2 separate regions of the Gasterosteus aculeatus genome follow, and region 2 is linked to region 1. Evidence: chromatin contacts called from public Hi-C data. All regions are on one chromosome and are shown on one strand. The core of a region is the stretch at or near the end of the contact, and the rest is flanking DNA. Distances in the headings are between cores, read along the strand shown. Region 1 holds the start of LOC120832906 (eukaryotic translation initiation factor 5A-1). Region 2 overlaps LOC120833150 (glutamate receptor ionotropic, NMDA 3B).

Region 1 (6,464 bases), core at 1,645-4,144:
GCTCTTCACTCTACTGTCTGTGAGTAGCTGCAGATGCCAAACAAATGGACACCCGTTGGCGTTAAACCATGAACATTCTACTGTTTCTTACCGCATTTACCTCCAAGCGCACACTTACAAGGACCCCGCCTGTGTGCATTGTATCTTCTAGGTTGCACTGGTAGACAGAGCTGGCCGGCGCACTCTGACTCTGGTTGGACTAGGAGGGATGTGCTGCTGTGCAGTTGCCATGACAGTGGGCCTCAAATTACAGGTTTGTTAAATCCAGTGTCAGAGCTTTAGTCCGTCGAGGACTCGGGCTACCGTTTCATCTGCTTAGGGGGCGCTCATGTGTATTCGCATGGCCTGCAATATAGTTTATCTGTTAACTGACTTGTGATATAACTTAACTCAATGTTCTTTAACAAATGCTGTATTGCTCACCATAACATCTGTGTAAGCCTAGTTGGAAAATGTTCATATTCATCACATATTTGATATAAATTGTCAATATGAGCGCAGAAGCTCATTCATGACTTTAACAGGAAAGAAAATCCTCACCTCATGTTTTTCATCAGCAGATGGAGTTTGATCTGTTTTGTTTCTATGCCCATGTGCATGACATGTTATGATGCATTTAATCATTTTAACTAATCCCAGAATCACCCTGACTGATGTACTCTTCTGTCCAGAATGAATACGCATGGATGAGCTACGTCAGCATGTCAGCTGTCTTCCTCTTTGTGAGTTTCTTTGAAATCGGTCCCGGTCCCATCCCATGGTTCATAGTTGCCGAGCTGTTCAGTCAGGGGCCTCGGCCTGCAGCCATCGCTCTGGCTGGCTGCTGCAACTGGAGCAGCAACTTCCTCATAGCCATGACTTTTCAATACATACAGGTAGGCAGAATATCACGGAGACACATACGTGCTGTCAAATCATAACATCCCAAAAACTCCTGACTCTTGTGTTTTTCTTTTTACTTTGTTTCTCAGACTTTGTTGGATTCTTACGTGTTCATCCTGTTTGCTGTGCTGCTTCTCGGCTTCACTGTTTACATTTATTTTCGGGTCCCCGAGACCAAGGGCAAAAGCTTTGAGGAGATTGCCAGAGTCTTCAACAAGGACCGGAAAAAGTCATCAAACCCCCCCGGAGATGGTACTGAACTGCAGCAGCTCAAAACATCGACAGATGCGTGAAACAACACGGGCGCTTTGGTGTGGTCTATTTGTTTGCATGTGCGAGGGCGTGTTTCACTGTCAGTATTTCAAACGTCAAGCGATATACGTCCGATTTGTCCATGTAATATTGTAGCTTGTTACTTGGTGAATTAAGGAGACTTTAAACCAGACTTTACAATTTTTTAAGTTGAGCCGACAAAGAAGTTTGCCCCGACTGCGGTTCCCCTGAGATTTATGGCCTCTTTTATTGTTGTAGTTTTCAGGTTTAAGTTTTCTAGTTCAATTAAACTGCTCTTGTAGCTTAATGTCGTTGCTCAGCACCAGACGTGTGTCCAGACAAGCTTACTGAGTGAGCAGTGAACGTAGCAGGGCATGTAGGAGCTAAAGAGACAGATACAGAAAGGAGCCTTCTGGTTGTGTATAAATTCATCAGTTGACCAAAATCTCAAACCCAAATGAATGCTTACACGTTTGCTGGTTTTGTAAATGGGCAGCAAGTTGCCATCAAGTTTGTCCATGTTGTTTTTGCAACTTGTCTCTCCCATGTTAAAAAAAAATTCAGTTCAAAAATAGAACGGTGGAATTACCGGGCCAATATTTTTTTTTTGTTATTTACTCCTCCATCATTTTCTGTTTTGAAATATCACAAGCCAAACACACACACACATGCATTTTGCACAATGCTACTTCTCTTGAGTGTTTGGCCTTCCCTTTAAAAAGTGTATGTATGCGTATGTATGAATATCACTTTTAGGCGTTTTTCACATTCTTTTGTTGAAAGAGGGGATATTTGTCTATACTAACTTTAAAACGGCTGAGGCAGGCAAGTACAGCCATTCCTCTCTGACATTACAGCCAACAGTGATCCAATAACTCACTAAATGAATGTCGACACTTGGAGCCTCCAGCTCACATGAATTGACTGTGGACTTTTAAGTGTAGGAATAAAAGTATTGAAAAAATATGTATGTGCTTTTGTTATTGACTGGCTTGAACCATATAATCAAATTATGTAATTTAACCTTTTATTTTCTTGCTGGGGTGTTTTAGGAAAGAAAAACCTTTGTATGTTTTGTTATCAATCAATAGTGCCTGTACTTTAGGGAATCCTCATTTCTTTAAAGCAAGTGACTTTGAAAAGATCCACATCAAGAGAAATTGAGGAAAAGAAGGATTAGGGGTCTGCAATAACTCAGCTTTACCAACCCAAGGACAGTTTCTGTTACACAGCATCCGGCAGCAAAAAATGGACATAATATCAAATATTGTACATTATATTGGGTGGTTTAATGTACAGCTATTATAAAACGATGGGTTTTGAATGTAAAATCGAAAATTGTGATGGAGTTAAACTAAGCAGTGACTGTAAGTTCTAAGGATAGTTCTGTACAGTATGGAAGCCCATTCCTGCCGCTGTGATGAAAAGATAAATATCGTATTAGTCAGTAAAATGATTTAAAAAAAACTAATTGAAAGATAATGAGATAATAAGTCACAATTACGATTTACCATAATAATAAATAATATACATTATATGTATCATTGAAATAATATATATATATATATATATATATATATATATATATATATATATATATATATATATATATATATATATATAAAATATAAATATATACATAGACTGAGATAAATTATTTTTTATAATATTATAATATATTTATATATAATAATATAAAATATTATTTTTCTTCACAGTGGTAAAACAAGCTTCCGTCATACAGCTGGTCCCGGGGTCCGCGTGAGCGCGCTCCTCCCCCTGCACGCGCATCGTCATCGCAGCCCGTACCTGCCCTCTCTGCTCCTCCTGCGGTACAAAACCTCTACGCATGCGAACTGACTGTCCCTTTTTTTGTTAGCAAGACAAAAGGTAAGCTAAACGTATGCGCTTAAAAGTTATATTTGTTAACATGTAGCTAACGTTAAATAGCACTAATGTTTTGCGGGACAATTACGCGTTATGCAAAAGCACAATGCCGAGAACCCTCTGTTGCCTCGATAGTTAGTTAGTTACTTCTCAATGATTAGTAAGCGATGGGAATAAGTTCGCGCAGTATTTTTAGCTAGCGTTAGCAGCGGTGTGGTTAGTCCGCGGCACTTGGTGTGGATGTATGTAGCAAGCTAATGTGGCTAACGATGACAAAACACACGAGGTGGGAACGTGATGCTAGCTTACTGCCGTATGCTAGCCCCATTTGGCCCAGCTGCCACGTAACATAGCTTACTCGGTAATGGAGATGCTAGCTTAATAACACGAGCTACCCTAGCTATTCTTTAAAACGTTGTTTTGAACCAATTTTACATTAAAGCATGGAGGCACTCTCCCGGGTTTTGTCCCCTTCCCAAAACAGTGCGTAGAAGAATATTCGCGATGGCAGCAACATGGCGACAAGTATCCTCGACACGAAAGCAATTGGCGGTAGCAGTTAGCCGTGCGGATAGTTGGTCAGTGAGACGCGGGTGCCCCGCCTTGCGCCATTGTTTGTAAAGAAGTGTGGGGAAATAAACGCACGCATTAAACCACGTTCAACGACCGTTTGTAAAGATAAACGTTAAACGTTGAGTCACGTGCAGCAACGCGCCAAGTTGCCGTCTCCCTGTTTGATGTCAGGATATAGATTTTTTTTTTTTTGAGGTTCCAGCTGTCGACTCCTTTCTGACAGCGGTTGAGGTGTCGACGCTGGTTGTTCCATGTGGACAATTGAGTTATACAAATCTGGGCTCTCCATCCTCCACACGATTATCATAATATAATTTGCACTAACGTCAGTTCTCAGTACCACACGCCTCCTTGTATGTAAGCAGCGCTGCTATAACAGCAGGTTTGTGTTGTTGTTGTGTTGTCCCCGTCAGCACATCATGGCAGATGAGGATTTTGAATGTGGGCACTCTGGGGCCTCCTCAACATTCCCACAGCAGTGCTCTGCTTTAAGGAAGAATGGCTTCGTCATGATCAAAGGGCGTCCCTGTAAGATCATGGAAATGAGCACATCCAAGACCGGCAAACACGGACATGCCAAGGTAAGACCTCCTTGCACATCGCTAGGAATTCAGTACTTTATTATATGTTTAATGCTTGACTCTTGAGACCAGATTAAATTGGCTATGGTGTTTCCACAGGTTCATCTTACTGGACTTGACATCTTTACCCAGAAGAAGTATGAAGATATCTGCCCATCTACCCATAACATGGATGTCCCACATGTCACAAGGAAAGACTACCAGGTGAGATGACTTGTTCGGATCTCTCGGTGGGGCGACGCACCGTTTACAGAGTGAATTGTTGAAACTCGTTTCTACTGGAAGGCAAAACTAGTTGCCCTGACCAGTGCTTGCTGTTTTACACTTCTTTTTAAAAAAAATACCACCAGTGCATCTATTTCCCAAAGTGCTTTTGAATTTTAGACAACCTCGTCCTAATGAGAATGTGTGATGTGAAATGGTGAATACCTTTTTCATTACTAAATGGGCGCGTTACAGCTAAGCTGTCTCTTCAGTGATTGTGAACAAATGTGCCGGTTTAGAACTGGATGGACAAGTTTTGTCTTGGCCAACAAGCTTTTTTTTTCCTGCCCTGCCTATTGAGTAAGAGGGAAGACCTAGATTTAGTTTTAGTTTTGTGGTTAAATGTTAAATTGAGTTGGCACCCAATGCTGTTTTCATAGGTTTATTTTCCCTTGTCATAACATTTTTTTTACACACACTATTTCATAAATCAAAGGTTTTTCAGATTAACATCTATTGGTAGAGGAAGGAAAAACTTTAGCCGACGGGTTTTTCCTCGTCCATTGGGACACTTTGCCAGGCGCATATTTCATTCTATTTCTATCTAACGGTTCGGCTGAACAAAACGGCGGCTTGCTGCAGTACTGCATTGCCTGTGGCCAGTTGGAACTATGTGCCAGAGTGGAATATACATGGCTGTATTGTGTTTTTTGTAGATTTTGGAATTAATCTAGCCATCAAATTGTATTTATTTTAAGACATTATGTAATTTCTTATTTACATAGTTTGTTGTAAAGTTATTGAGAAACAAAGTCTTAAGGAAAGTGTTTATTCTGTGTTAAACATGAATGAGCCTTTTCCCATATTCTGACTCAAAACAATATTTAAAACCCCTTCGGGCAACTGCTTTAAGTCATAATTTCCCAAAGTGCCTGTAAGACATTAAGTAGATGGGACCAGATCTTTTAGCAGCGTGTACTCTATCAGTAATGGTTCTGAATGGAAACTGCAAAATAGTGATCAGACCAGATCACACCCCAATACAGGTGAAAGAAATGTAACTGTTGAAATGCTAAATATAAATTTGCTGTATGACTTTAGTGTGTTGATATAATTGCATGTGGGTGAGTGCATTCATGTATGCAAGAAGCCGCCATCCTCGGATGAATGCTAATTAGTTAGAAAAGCTTAAATTTCACCCAAGTTTAGTTTGTTGTAGTTAGGATGCATTTCTCTTGTTTTCAATAAAATCCACCGCAATTACTTTGTGTAACGGATCACAACCCTCACGTTTCGGATCAGGAGTCAAGAGGAGGAGTCAACGTATTAAATGGCAGGCAGTAAAATTTAAGAAGTTCGAAACACTTAACGAAAATAACTATTTGCTATAGTTTTACATGGAAACAAATTGAAGCTATCCCTTTTTTAGTGAAACTTTAAAATACTCATCTTGTTTGATGTGCAACATGAATTACGATGACTTGATGCCCTTTAATCGATTCAGAAAAACCACATGGTGCCATCATAGCATTGATTTATTTACTACTAACCACAATCGTATTGTTTTTAACCACTACCTGTTTTTACTGTTTTATGGAAAATGTAGGTTATAGATGTCGCAGATGGTTTTTTGTCCCTGATGGATGACGGTGGGGCGACCAGAGAGGACCTCAAACTGCCAGAAGGCGACATTGGAAAAGAAATCGAGAAGAAGTTTGATAATGGAGACAATTTTATGGTGAGTTTCTGTGGTCTGAAAATGTACTCTTCTGACTGTTGCTGAACTGGAACAACGTAGAAGTGTTGATAATCATTTCTAGGAAGTCAAATGAAATATTTTTATACACTAACATTTCATTAAGCAGTTCCACAGCTGTATTGTGAAATCTAGGATCATCATCTTCTTCATTTGTACTTTCGTGGTGAGCTGAGCTAGATAACTGTAAGCAGGCAGCACTGTGTGGATTTGCCTTATCTGAAAATGTCTTACCTTAATGTTTATTGGAAGTATAATAATAATTTGCTATCATCACGGCTCCTCTATAGAATATTCCTTGCTTTCAC
Region 2 (6,464 bases), core at 2,695-5,194, 140 kb after region 1:
GGTGTGTAGAGCAAAGCGTTCTGCCCCCTGCCCCTCCTGTAAATGAGCCTCCCTTTGGGAGACGGGACTGGATTGCCTCCCGGCTAAGCACACATGCGTCGAAACATTGACCCGCGCGCCATCGTGGGGAGACTTAAAAACACATGGACGATCAGAGTTACAGGCACGTACCGTCTGGGTGTCGATACCCCTCGCCCCCCCCTTTTCTTTCTCTCTCTTCTCAGAGAGATGGGCTCTCCCCCGGAGCACACTGTCTGTATCTATACCTCTTGTTTGCCTACAGAGAAGCCATTCAACTCCCTTTGACCGTTCCTCTTAAAATCCACTCGAAAGTTAAATCCCATTAAAGCAATGAGCGATTTTAAACAGTCACAGGTTTATACAGTGAAATGAAAACCTCAACTTCAACCTGCATCAGCGAGTTATTACTATTCACCCCGTTTGATCCCAGCGAGCGTGTTACTCTCGAACAATGTGGGTGATCTTGCCCTCTGGATTGGGTGCAAATGGAGGTCAGTGTTGTTGCTGATGGATTTGCAGAGTCAGCATGGGGCTAATTGCCATCGGTGGCAACGGCGAAATGAGGCGGGTGAAGGAAACCTGATTAGAGGCTATTGGAAAAGCTCGCCGCTGTCTCTTCCACTTCCTCCGGGCCCATGAAAGGCTCATAAGAGAAAGACATTATGTCAAGGGGAATGTGGGCGAAACCAAATGTGAACAAACTGCTCTTCAATTAACCATCATCTCTTTTAACCGTCACCCCTTTAGCTGCTGTCCCTCTCAGTTACTATCAGTTTCCCCCAAAGCTCTTTATGCTGTTCATTCCCTCGCATCCTTTTCTTTTACAATCGTGTATTTTACGTTGTTGCCTGCTCCTCTTTATTCGTGTTATTGTGTGCTTTCACAGGCAAACCAGATGTACAGCAGCTGAATATCAATGGCATGTTTACAAAAAGTGGCCTAAATGGAAATTATGTAAATACGAAACATCAATCCCTGTATTTTTCTGCGTCGGCTCGGGTCTGCACTAATCTGCGTCCCTCCCTAAAAACCTCTTTCTCTCTCCTCTCTTTGCGCCATCACACTCCCAGACTCTTCAGATGGGGATCCAGCATTTTTCTGGCCTGTTTGTTCTGCTGTGCATGGGGGTGGGCGGAGCCTTGCTGACCTTGGCAGGTGAACACACCTTCTATCACCTGGTCATCCCTCGCCTCCGACGCACGCACACACTGCAGTACTGGCTGCACACCAGCCAGGTGAGTGGACGCACATTCTCTCACACACTTGCTTGCATTTGCTCAAGCACAGAGCAGGAAAGACGCACAAGCGTAGCCGTGACGTTACTCACATGTGTGTGAGCACACACGAAGACACACGCGCATGAGAGCAGTCATGTGCGCACACACACACACACACACACACACACACACACACAAGCACCAGCACGCTGCTGCTGGTGAGGCTTCCCCAGGAGTTCACTCTCATCTTCTGGGGACCCTGCGCCCTCTACTGTTGGAAACTAACATCTTAAAACCTCATATCAGATGGATATTCAACAGATAACAGTTTAACTGTTAAAACTTTAAGCTCAATGTAATGCTAATTATCCCTTTGTTAATTAAAGTAATTCATTATTTAATTGCGCTCTGTAGCATTACCATTATACCTTAAATTAATAACTTAATTAAGTTAAAAGTTATTAAACTGTTACCCTTTGCAGCGCTTTATTCTCTGTGAGGCAATCGGTTGGTAAATAGTTTTCACACATATCTGAATTTCAGATACTAAATATGTTACATTTAAATATGTCTTTTAATACAGATTGTTGTCTTATATCACGTTTTATTGCGTGCAACATACTTGAAAAATATACTTTGTTAACATGCAATTTAAATCAGTAGTTATTAAAAGAAAAAAAGGTTACAAAGCAAAATAATAAACAAGATTTTAGCTTTTTGCGATAAGTCTGTTAGAGAATTGGTGCCTTCAAGACAACATGCACCACAAGAGACACTAATTGGGGATTTAAAGGTCATATTTTGTTTTGTTTTTTCAAAAGTCTAGTAGTTACCAAATGAGATGTCCATGGCAATATCTCACAGTGAATAATGGCTATCAAGACTGCTGTTTGTTACAGCCCTCTAAAAGGGCAACCACTCCAGGGCAGCTGTTAACATTCATCACAAGCCAGCTCAGTGATCTGAGAGGATGACCTCGAGTCGCTCCTTCAGGATAATCCTTACCTAAAGTAAACGGCTCTTTCCCCCAGATATCCTCAGGCAAATATACTGTACATCAGGAGGAATTTCAGCAGAGTCATACCTTCCACCTCAAGAGTTTGGTGAGGAAAGTCCTTCGCAATCTCACAAAAGCTTGGGACCTAAATCCCCAAAAGCTTTACTGATGCCTTAATTGACGCGTTTTAAGTATAGAAGAACTCTCTCACTGAATTTACTAATTGAATTAGGTTGTTCAGAGGAGCACGGCAGCACGGCTGAGAGAATAAGCTGTCAGTAATGTTCTGTACAATTGTAAAATAATGAGAATCTCAGAAATTAAAATCATCTCTTAATTTAAGAGCTGAAGCTGAGTAAGTGATAACACATTTCATAATACTAATCAGCATTTTTTTTTTCCTCCTCTCTACTTGCAGAAGATTCACAGAGCCCTCCACACTACATACGAGGATGATGGGAAGGAGCTGACCGACCTCGACCAAAAGTAATGAAGTCACTACCTGACCTCATCCACACACGTGATCGTTCCCTTCCATTAAATTGTTCCAAGAAAAAACTAAAAAATAATGTAATAATAATGTTTTGGGATTTTAAACACCCCAAAATAAGTTATTACAAGTTGGACTATGTCAGAAAGTCGTTTCAGGTCTTTTTAGGATCAAATGTGTCTTTGCTTTTGCAAAAATCTGACTGTCAGGAAACTGCCTCTAACTTATTAAAACTCTTAAAGGAACACTTTGATATTTTGGGAAACGGAAATCCAGGCTCCATCTATATGATAACAAAATATGTCTACCAGCACTTTCAAGCTCTCTGATTTACACGCTATATCTTATTTATTCAATCCGTTCTTAGCTGCTGACGCCTCAACATTAACGTACGAATTGTTATCGATGTTCTCAGTTGACTCTTTGAGATAGAGCAGATAAGCATTTTCCCCAAAATGTCAAACCTCAACGTTAAAACAAGTTTAATTGTATAAGAAACATGTGGAAACAGCCACCCTTTCCCTTCTGTTACTTATAATCAAAATTACTTTAGATTGAATATTTCAGGCAACACACATGATATTTTATTTAGCGTCATGTATGAAATTCTATTCAAGACAAAATAAGTGCTTTAAAGGTCTCATATTGTAAAAATGTAAAATGATCCAGACATGCTTTTAATTCATGCAGATGTGAGCAAAATATGTATTTTTTAAAGTACGTATTTAAGTATGTAAGTATGTTCTAGTGGAAACGCAATATGGAGGTTTGATACATCTAAATGTCAGATGTCACTGCACTCATCAACTGTAAACATTTTGTGTTTGTAAAATGTATCCATGTATACTGCTGTACAGCATATCTCACTGCATATAAGCCCTTTTGCTGTGATCTTCCTCTCTTTCACTAGCCCCTCCTCTTGTATCTCAGAGAACTGCACCCTACACAGGAAGCAGCATCAGCCTCCTCCCCCATCTCCTCCCACATCCCTCCCTGCTTCCACCACAGCCGGAGACACCTGCAACTCCTCACCCTCCCATGAGCCCAAGGAGAAACGTGTGCACTTTGACCTGGAAACCCTCCACAGCTACCGACTGCGCACGCACACCGCCTCGGTGCGCGGCCGGCCCGGCATGGTCGGCCGTCCCGGGCTAGGCCTGGGAGGCTGGGGGCTGGGAGGCCTTGGGCGCGTTAGCTCCCCTACACGGATCAACCTCCAGGCCAACGGGGGCCCCGTCTCCTCGCTGGCCTCCGCGGGCTTGGTGCTCTCTCCTCTGGGGAGCAGGGCCGCTCAGACCAGCCTGTGGGAGGGGGAGCTCCAGGACCTGCAGGGCAAGATCGAGACGTTCCGCACCCAGCTGAGAGAGGCTCTGGCCAGGAGAGCAGAGATCCAGAGCAGCCTGGAGAGAGAGAGGTGCGGGCTCGTGCACAGGGATACCAGTCTGGAGAGGGAAAGGGACAGACAGAGGATACAAACTATTCACACGGACAGGAGTAGCTCCACTCAGCCCAAACTCCCCGAGAGAGACAGGACCAGCCAACTGCAGACCCTGAATAATCAACAAGCGGGTAGAGAGAACCAATCAGGCGGCCCCTGGACTCTGGAGCACGGGAGAAGCAGCCAATTGAACACGGTTAACAGTCTGGACAGAGGGAGAGCTAACCAGTTAAGCTCTGTGAACACGTTGGCGGCAGAAAGGACTGTCCAGTCACGCGTTTCAAGCAGTTTGGAAAGAAGTCGAGTCAACCAACAAGGAGTTGGAAACGAACCTGTGCAATCACGGAACACTTCTAGCCTGGACAGACAGATGGCTAACCTGTCACGCACTCTGAACACTCTGGAGAGGACAAAAGCCAACCAGTCGAGTGGAGGCAGTGAGACTTGATGCGTAGAAAAGAGAAGTGCAGTTGGTAATTGCATAGCCGTGGGAAGATAGCCTTGTTGGAATGGGGCAGGTTTAGGGGACGCTTGGAAGAAAAAAACACTATATTCTAACTCACAACATCACTTAATCCAACCTAATAATTTTCACACTTGCTTAAAATTCAGACTAAAAAACTTTAACTGCAATTAAAAAAACTTTTAAATGACTACATTACTCAGTAAAACCATCAATCAGCAATCAAATATTCTGGAACGAAAGCCAATATAATTTCTGCAAAATATCAGAATATTTTAAGAAAAATCAGAGGACAACCAGCTCAGAATAGAATACGGCTAATCCAGCAATGATGAAAAAGAACAGTGTTTAATCAAAGGGTTGTGTTTGATACTGTAAACCATAGCCGTCCAAGAACAAAAGACTAAAAGATGAATAATAATATGTCCGTTTACACTGGAAAAAGAGACCCCCAAGCACATAGATACCCGCAAAAAGAGCACAGGGAAATTTAAGTTAGACCTATGTGATAAAAACACCAAACTGAACTCTTTGACAATGCAAATGGAACATCCGTCTAAACAGAATGCCAGGAGCCGGAGGTAAAGATGCAAAAAAAGTATATATTTTAAGAAATTCAAGTAAACATTTCACAGAAATGTGAATGATAAGGAAGAAAACTGTGAGGAAATAGTGGCACAGCCCTTAATCAATGTACCTTAAGGTGCCATAAAATAAAAAAATACGCTTTTTTGTTTGAACACCTAGTATCCTTGGGTGTATTATCCTGCCATCACCACTACAACACCAATACTCCAATGTGATATGTTACTACAAAATCCCACTCTCATAAAATGTGTAAAAACTAAATTATACAAATGCTAATTACCCCGGTGATTTGACAGGTTATGCAAAAATTCATCATATTATGGCTGGAAAATGCAGATTAACAGAACCCATTTACCTAAATATACAACCCGTTTTATGGGACTCAGTTAACACAAAGTCCCATTCCACTTAAATTGTCTTGGCCACATTTTCACATTGCATCATTCTATTCTATTCTATTCATTACAAACTGTATTTCATGAAGGGCAACTCCATGACGTTAACTGTTCATATGGGGGGTGTAACTCTGCATGTGAAAGCATTAGTGGAATGTCAGCTTGAGCTCTTAAGTCTAAGAAAATAATACCTGGTGACGAATAATAATTTGGAGACAGCTCTCTGAGCGGAGAGGCGGGTGAACCTCCTCCACATCAAGTCTAATAAACAGATTCTGTGGAGGAATCAATGATCCAGTGTTTTAAGCTGGAGATAATACTTCAGGCACAAGGACAGGAATAAATGGAAATATGCTAAACCACTGCAACACACCTTTAATTCAAATCAAAACCCTTTGCTGGTGGTATTTATTTTTTGCTGCAAACACAGATGATCCGTATCATTACCGCTTCTTTAACATGTGATGTGTTCATCAGTAGCTGCAGCAACTCCAGTCAGAGTTGTGTTATTTGTGTGTCTTCATTTTCCAAAGTGCTGTAGTTGTTGTCTAGGTAGCATATTTTCAAAGATGGTGGTTCTTCTATCTCATTCAAACGGTTAGAAATAACAGCCCGACATTCTGTTTGTTCGGATTAATGAAAAACCACAGAAAATTATCACAACCTCAAAGTCGTTTTCCTGAACCTTCAATCATCAACTCAAACAGGTCAAAGCAGTTACATTCATTTGCTCACCATATCCGTTACTGAAGTAATTCATTATGAGTCTAGCAACAATTTTGCGCTCAGTGAGTGTGTTGCGCATGAATTAACGCTGACTATAATTTACGGGCGCCCGGCAGATCGGAGAGAATT

What was found. Hi-C and Micro-C count contacts between places; a contact is called where the count stands out from the background.
Region 2: a contact with region 1 is called in a Hi-C map of skeletal muscle, with 4 times the contacts expected there. The contact joins the enhancer-like site here to the promoter of LOC120832906 in region 1. A contact is called at or near these places in 2 of 6 Hi-C or Micro-C datasets (both in skeletal muscle).

What each region holds. Positions count from the first base shown.
Region 1 is chr15:11,412,143-11,418,606 of fGasAcu3.hap1.1, forward strand. LOC120832906 (eukaryotic translation initiation factor 5A-1) reads left to right here and starts at 2,895. Exons shown (of 5, transcript XM_040199592.2): 1 at 2,895-3,045; 2 at 4,029-4,196; 3 at 4,296-4,400; 4 at 6,007-6,138. The coding sequence starts at 4,035. slc2a2 (solute carrier family 2 member 2) reads left to right here. Exons shown (of 12, transcript XM_040200481.2): 9 at 1-19; 10 at 152-253; 11 at 672-875; 12 at 972-1,600. The coding sequence ends at 1,175.
Region 2 is chr15:11,552,532-11,558,995 of fGasAcu3.hap1.1, forward strand. It overlaps LOC120833150 (glutamate receptor ionotropic, NMDA 3B), which reads left to right. Exons shown (of 12, transcript XM_040200024.2): 10 at 1,092-1,256; 11 at 2,654-2,721; 12 at 3,656-6,464. The coding sequence ends at 3,767. Among protein-coding and RNA genes, the nearest start is that of LOC120833109, 6.6 kb to the right of the region's middle. Within about 2 kb of position 3,945, at least 2 of the 9 cell types and tissues checked have open chromatin away from gene starts, as enhancers often do.